2 separate regions of the Anser cygnoides genome follow, and region 2 is linked to region 1. Evidence: chromatin contacts called from public Hi-C data. All regions are on one chromosome and are shown on one strand. The core of a region is the stretch at or near the end of the contact, and the rest is flanking DNA. Distances in the headings are between cores, read along the strand shown.

The links. A called contact is a pair of places that touch in the nucleus more often than the background predicts.
Region 2: a Hi-C map of liver shows a contact between it and region 1, with 4 times the contacts expected there. The contact joins the enhancer-like site here to the promoter of DISP1 in region 1. A contact is called at or near these places in 5 of 7 Hi-C or Micro-C datasets (fetal liver, granulosa cells and liver).

Annotation. Positions count from the first base shown.
Region 1 is chr3:23,941,146-23,944,367 of Taihu_goose_T2T_genome, forward strand. DISP1 (dispatched RND transporter family member 1) reads left to right here and starts at 1,281. Exons shown (of 9, transcript XM_066993688.1): 1 at 1,281-1,418.
Region 2 is chr3:24,060,065-24,063,365 of Taihu_goose_T2T_genome, forward strand. No RefSeq gene overlaps it. Among named protein-coding and RNA genes, the nearest start is that of TLR5, 22 kb to the right of the region's middle. Within about 2 kb of position 1,412, at least 2 of the 3 cell types and tissues checked have open chromatin away from gene starts, as enhancers often do. A contact at or near this core is called in fetal liver, where this site is marked.

The DNA.
Region 1 (3,222 bases), core at 31-2,530:
CTCCCAAACCCTGGGTGTTTCACATGCTTCAGAGTGACCTTTAAAGAACCAATTATTCTCACAAAGGGATTAAAACCTAGCAGCCTGTCGTGTGCAAGGGATCACTGCAGATTTTCTAGTATTTTGTTCTGGTCTTAAAAATCATGAATATGTAGTTTTACATCAACTGCAATAGTAAGCCCTCAAAGGTTAGGCAATACCATGTCTGCGAGTAACAATGGAACTGTATTTTGGCCCATTCTGTGTGCTAAATGAGGCAAAGATGCTTTTGGACGAAACGGGGCATGATCATGCAATTAAAAACTAACACACATGTGCAAGGCAGCACAATTATGACTGTGGCAAGCTTTTCCTGGGATTTCAGCACTTGATTTGTTTATCCAGATGCTCCTTGCTATGTGTAATTTCATATACACTACTAGGTGGTGTTTGTGTGTGTGTTTTTGTTGTTTGTTTGTTTGTTTGTTGTTGTTGTTGCTTTTGAAAGAGTACATACAGTGTGACTCTTCAGGCCCCGTTGTGGTGGGCAGAGAAGGGATTTGTGAAGATGAGTTATATCTGGAAGGAAACAGCCCTGGGATTGTTGGGGATTTGGCTGCTGGATCCATGACCAAGGGTTGCCCAAGCTAACCAAGGGCCCTCATCACGGCTTTTTTATTCCTGCTCTTCCCAACATCTCTGACATGTTCCCTGTCTCACCATGGTGTGAAGGTCCCTCTGAGACCAACCCCAGTCTGAGAGACTTGGTCTCATTTCTTTACTTGAAATTCCTCAGGAAAATCCCATGTCTTCAGATGGTAAAATTACATTCTTTTCCTCGTGGTAATTTTCTTACTGAAAAAGCATTCTTTTAACCCCTGGTATGACTTTCCATCTGTTTAGATCTCTGCTTAAAACTGTGAATGTTATAGCACACTGAGATACCCTTTCTTGGGAGAATATTAGAAAACAACTATTTACGCGCACCTTGTGGCATGCTGTTCCTATTTGGTGCTTTACGCTTGCCGCTCCGACAGAAAAACTCACGTCAGGCTTTTGCTTCAGAACCATGTTCCTTCATTTTTATAGGTATTGGGTAAGTACTTGAGGGCAGCCCATGAACTGATAGACTCGCGGCCTATTTTTTTTTTATTATTTTTTGTTTTTTCCTTGGGTCGCCGCGAACCCCAAACTGTCGAGGGCGTCAGCTCCCCCCCCTCAGCGCGCCCCGCGCCGCACTCAAGATGGCGACCGGCAGCCGCCGCGCTCAACATGGCTCCCCGCCCCGCGCCCGCCCCGCTGGCGGTGACTTCCGTCCGTCCCATGGTAACTGCGCCACGGCGGAGACGCCGCGGATCCCCCTCCCTTCCTGCCGCGACACCGGGCTCAGGCGGGGCGGCCGCGGCTGCCTCGGGGACCCCGCCGCGGGCAGCCCACAGGTAGGCGCCGCCGCCCTCTCCCCTCAGCGCGGAGGGAGGGGAGCCCGCCGGGGCGGTGCCGGTAACGGCCGCGTCAGCGCAGCTGGCTGCGGGGGCGCCGGCGGCTCCCGCCGCCCTCGGTCTGTCCTCGGGCAGCCGGTAAAGCCGATTCTCTTCAGGAGCGGGAGGAAGAGTTAGCTGCAGTTACTTGAGGCGTGCGTCTGTAGGGCGTGCGTGTTTTAAGTGAACAAAGGCTGTCTGATCAGAATTCCCAGTAGCCTGTTGAACAGCTGTAGAACTGCCGGCTTTGACAAATGAACAAAAGAGCTCCTGTTACAAACCTGTAAAACAGTAACGAGGCATTTAGGATCCTAGTGCATCCAAATTATCAATGGGCTTGTTATTAAACGTGCTCAGATTTAAACGTGTGGACTGGTAGAACTGCAAGAGAAGAAGGGGGCAAGGAAAAAGTTGGGACAGGTGAGGACGCAGGATCTTTTTGAGAGAGAATTCCTAACTGGCCAAAGGGACAGGAGCCAGAAGCAGCCAGCCTGCAGTTGTGGAAGAGATCAAGTGTGAAACAAACAAGGGGGATAACTTGTCATTTGCAGTGGGGAAATGTTTATTAGAAAAATATAGATACTTTAAATATTAGCATTTATAGGCTTTTGCTGTGACTACTTAAGTTTGTGGTAACTAAATTGTTGTCTGTAACAAATAATGTTTATAAACGTTTACTCAAAGGAAAATATATAATAAATATAACTTGTGTTACTTTAGTTTTCCAGCAGCTCCTAGCAGCTGCAGCTAGTATTTAGAAGATGCAGTGCTGATTGCTGAAGGTACACATGAACTGAGATACAAATTAATAAGTTTAACCACCACCACCAAAAAAAAAAAAACAACTTAATGCTTTACTTAACATTAAACTGGAAGCTTACCCAACACAGCAGCCTTTGCCCCAAGCATTCTGTTTAGGGACAAAAATGTATGCCATGGCTGTTGTATTAGGTATTTTAGAAATCATTAAGTAAAAGGCAAACCTGAATTGTACAGGAAGATATCCTGCTTTACAGTGAAGTGAGCAATATCCTGTAGTAATATAATAGCCTAATTTGAGAATACTGTTATTTTGAGGCTGAAAGCTTAAACGTGTCGCATCAGTTAAAAGCAGGTGGATGTTGAAATGAGGGCCTGATACTGTAGTGGTGCAAAATATGGAAGACCACATTAGGATCTGAGACTCTATAGCATAAATCAGGAAGCTTTTTTCCATTTTGGGGCCATTGTCTGTATGTAGGAAGTAAAATGCGGCCGTTGGGTTTTTCTTTTTTTTAATCTGCTTTTGAAAATCACTAGAGCAGATTTAAGGCTGTTTCTGCGTTATAATTTGATAAACCACCAGTGGTTGTTCACCTGCTCTGAGCCTGGAGGAGAGTCGTGCTGGTTTGGGCTTTCCTGCGTGTACACCAGTGGCTTTGCCTTTTCTGGCTAATTAGTTGATGAGACATGACTTCAGGAGGAAGCTTGCTTGTTCTTAATTTTAAAGCATTGCTGAGAAAGTAGTTTTTTTTCTTTAACTGGCTTTTCTTTTTCCCTTACCTCTTCTTTCTGAATCTGCTACTGTTACCAAGTCCTGATTCTGTTGGAGAAAGCCACGTGAAGCTGTTTTTGACTGATCAGAGCATTACTGTAGCAGGAACAAAAGATGTTGATAGGGGGAGAGCAGTCCCAAAGGGCCCTGAGAAGAAAGAGATGGAATTCAGCTTAGTAGCCTCCAAAAAAATCTTCTCATAGAAGAGGTGAAAAATAAGACTATAAAAGA
Region 2 (3,301 bases), core at 162-2,661, 120 kb after region 1:
AATGTCTTTCACTGGGGAAGGTGAATAAAACCGATGAGGGTATCCTTAACTAAAGAGCCATAAAATTCTAATAGAGCAGTAATGTTCCCGGTGAGCCTTAAGGGAATCTGATCAATAGCTATGAGGTTGAGGCTCAATTTATGGCATTAATTCATCAAGCATAGTTGTTCTCCATTTTTGTACAGGATGCTTTTGTGATTCCTGCTGAGCAGAGCAGTACAAAGTCTGCACAAGCCCTTTCTTGACAATTCCCCAGGCTTTGTCATTTAAGAAGAGGTGATTCCACAGCAGTGGTGATCGAAGTCCTATGATCTGTTTGAAGTCAATTTTTTCATTGGATAGGACAGACTGTACCAGCTGGGAAGACCGCATTTGTTCTGAGTGTCTCAGGCTTGGGGTGGTTTCACAGTGAGTAAAAAATAAAGTTATTTCAGATTTCTTGAAAAATTCACACTGGAATTATTCATATGCCTATCAACCACTCCACAATCAGGAACGGTTCAGTAGCATGTTCTCCAAAAATCTCTTTACTTCCTTTTGCCAATCCCTTGCAGTAGAATTTGCAAGGAGCAGATGGAGGCTGTGCTACTTATGCTTCTGAGATGCCTCTGTGGTATGTTTTCCCAGCTGCTCCTAACACAGTTTAAATTTCTTTATGCTTCCAAAATGGTATGTATATCATATGGAGGTATGGAGGCAGACAATGAAATTTCATCTGAAGGTTTCATTACCTTTATGTAAAAAGTCAGAAGACTGAAGTAAATGCAAGTTCGATCTAGCCACCTCCCACCAGTGCCATAAGCAGTAGAGAGAAGCATTTCAAAAAGAAAAGCAAATACTTTGTTAAAGCCTTCTTGGCAATCTCTGTATCTACTTGTGTGCAATAGTTCCTACATACATAGGTTAGCTGAAATAAGTTTTAAGTACCTGAAGTGATAGGAGTGTCTTGTAAGTACACAATAAGGTCCTAACTGCAGAGGGCTCTCAGTTAACACTTGACCAAAAATGTTTTGTGACAATCATTCAAATTTAATTTCTTAAACATGCTTTTAAAATTCCCATCTCTTACACTGCATACAGATCCATCACCTAGACCTGCACATGATCTTGATTGTACAGATTGATTCTTGCTTTGGCTGTCAGTAGCTTGGTAAGCTTTTATTGAATATATATATATAACCTCTGACTGAAGATAATGTCTTTAAATATTTGCACTGGCTGGGGAAAATAGAAAAAGTTGGACTCTTTCAGAGACCTGTAAGAAATGCAGAGTGGTGGCTTTCATTACAGCCCACGGGGTCCCTGGGAAGCCGGGGCCGCCGGTTCTTTTTCTGACTTCGTGCAGCAGCATTTCGTCCCTAACGTGAGCAGCTGCAGAGGACCGGAGGCAGGAGGAGTTTAGGACAGCCTTAGCTGTTACCCAAGCCAACAGCGACACCCAGGGCTTCATGAGCACAGTCCCGTCCCTTTTCTTAATCCCCCTGCCCCATGCAAACGGGAAATTTTCCCAAAGTTTAGCCCTTTTCTGTTCCTGAATGACTACACCGATTGAGAAGAAAGTAATATTTTGCTGTAGTAGCTGTGTCAATAGAAATCATGCATATTGTTACCTTGAGAGTAAATTAGATCAGTCACAGGCACTTCATTAGTCAAAGAGCTGCGTTCTCATGAAGCATATTGTACTTTATTGCTTCTATGAAAATAGTTAAGATGGTACTATTTGTTTGAAGCTAAGGTCAAGACAGCTAGTTCATAAAACAGTCCATTCCTGCTTCTTCACCACATTGAAAAAATCACCCAGCCCATACTGAACTTATTTTGGTAAGCCTTTATTGAATACATGTATAAAATCAGACGAACAATACCTTCAAAGATTGTGTCACAATAAAAAAAAAAATGGGTGCAGGTTTTATAACAGTGCACGATTGTCATTGTTGTGGCTTGGATAGAGTTAATTTTCTTTGAAGAGGCTTGTATGATGCTGTGCTTTCGATTTTTGATGAAAACAGTGGTTATAACACACTGATGTTTTTAGTTGTTGCAGAGCAGTGCTTGCACTGAGCCGAGAACTTTTCTACTTCTCCTGCTGCCCTGTCAGTGAGGAGGCTGGGGGTACACAGGGAGCCAGGAGGGCATGCAGCCAGGACAGCTGGCCCAAACTGGCCAAAGACATATCCCATACCATATGATCGTAGAATCACAGAATAGCTTGGGCTGGAAGGGACCTCAACGATCATCCAGTTCCAACCCCCTGCCATGGGCAGGGATGCCACCCACTAGACCAGGCTGCCCAAAGCCCCATCCAGCCTGGCCTTGAACACCTCCAGGGATGGGGCATCCACAGCTTCTCTGGGCAACCTGTGCCAGTGCCTCACCACCCTCTGAGTATAGAATTTCTTCCTAATATCTAATCGAAATCTCCCCTCTTTTAATTTAGAACCATTCCCCCTTGTCCTGTCATTATCTGTTTGAGCTAAGAGTCACTCTCCATCTTTTTTATAAACCCCCTTTAAGTACTGAAAGGTCACGATGAGGTCACCCCGGAGCCTTCTCTTCTGTAGGCTGAACACCCCCAGCTCTCTCAGCCTTAGCACCTCATAGGAGAGGTGCTCCAGCCCTCTGACCATCTTTGTGGCCCTCCTCTGGATCCTCCTTTAACAGCCCCACATCCTGCTTGCGCTGCAGGCCCCAGACCTGCATGCAGCACTACAGGTGGGGCCCCACAAGGGCGGGGCAGAGGGGCACAATCACCTCCCTCAACCTTCTGGCCGCTCCTCCGTTGGTGCAGCTCAGGATGCAGCTGGCATGAATTTCTGGGCTGCAAGCTCGCACTGCTGGCTCATGTCAAGCTTTTCATCCACCAGAACCCCCGAGTCCTTCTCTGCAGGGCTGCTCTCAGTGACTTCTTCTCCCAGTCTGTGCTCATGTCTGGGATTGCCCCAACCCCATGTGAACCACACGAGGTTAAACAAGTCCAAGTGCAGCACCTTGCACTTGGACCTGTTTAACCTCACATGGTTCACATGGGCCCAATCCTCAAGCTTATCCAGGTCCCTTTGGATGACATCCCTTCCTTCTCTGGTATCAACTGCACCACTCAGCTTGGTGTCATCTGCAAATTTGCTGCACTCGATCCCACGATCTATTGAACAGTACCAGTCCCCAGACAGACCCCTGTGGGACACCACTTGCCACCGACCTCCACCTGGACATAGAGCCATCGACCACCACTCTCTGGGTGCAACCCTCAAGCCAACTCCTTGTCCACTGAATGGTCCACCCATCAAATCCATCTCCCTCC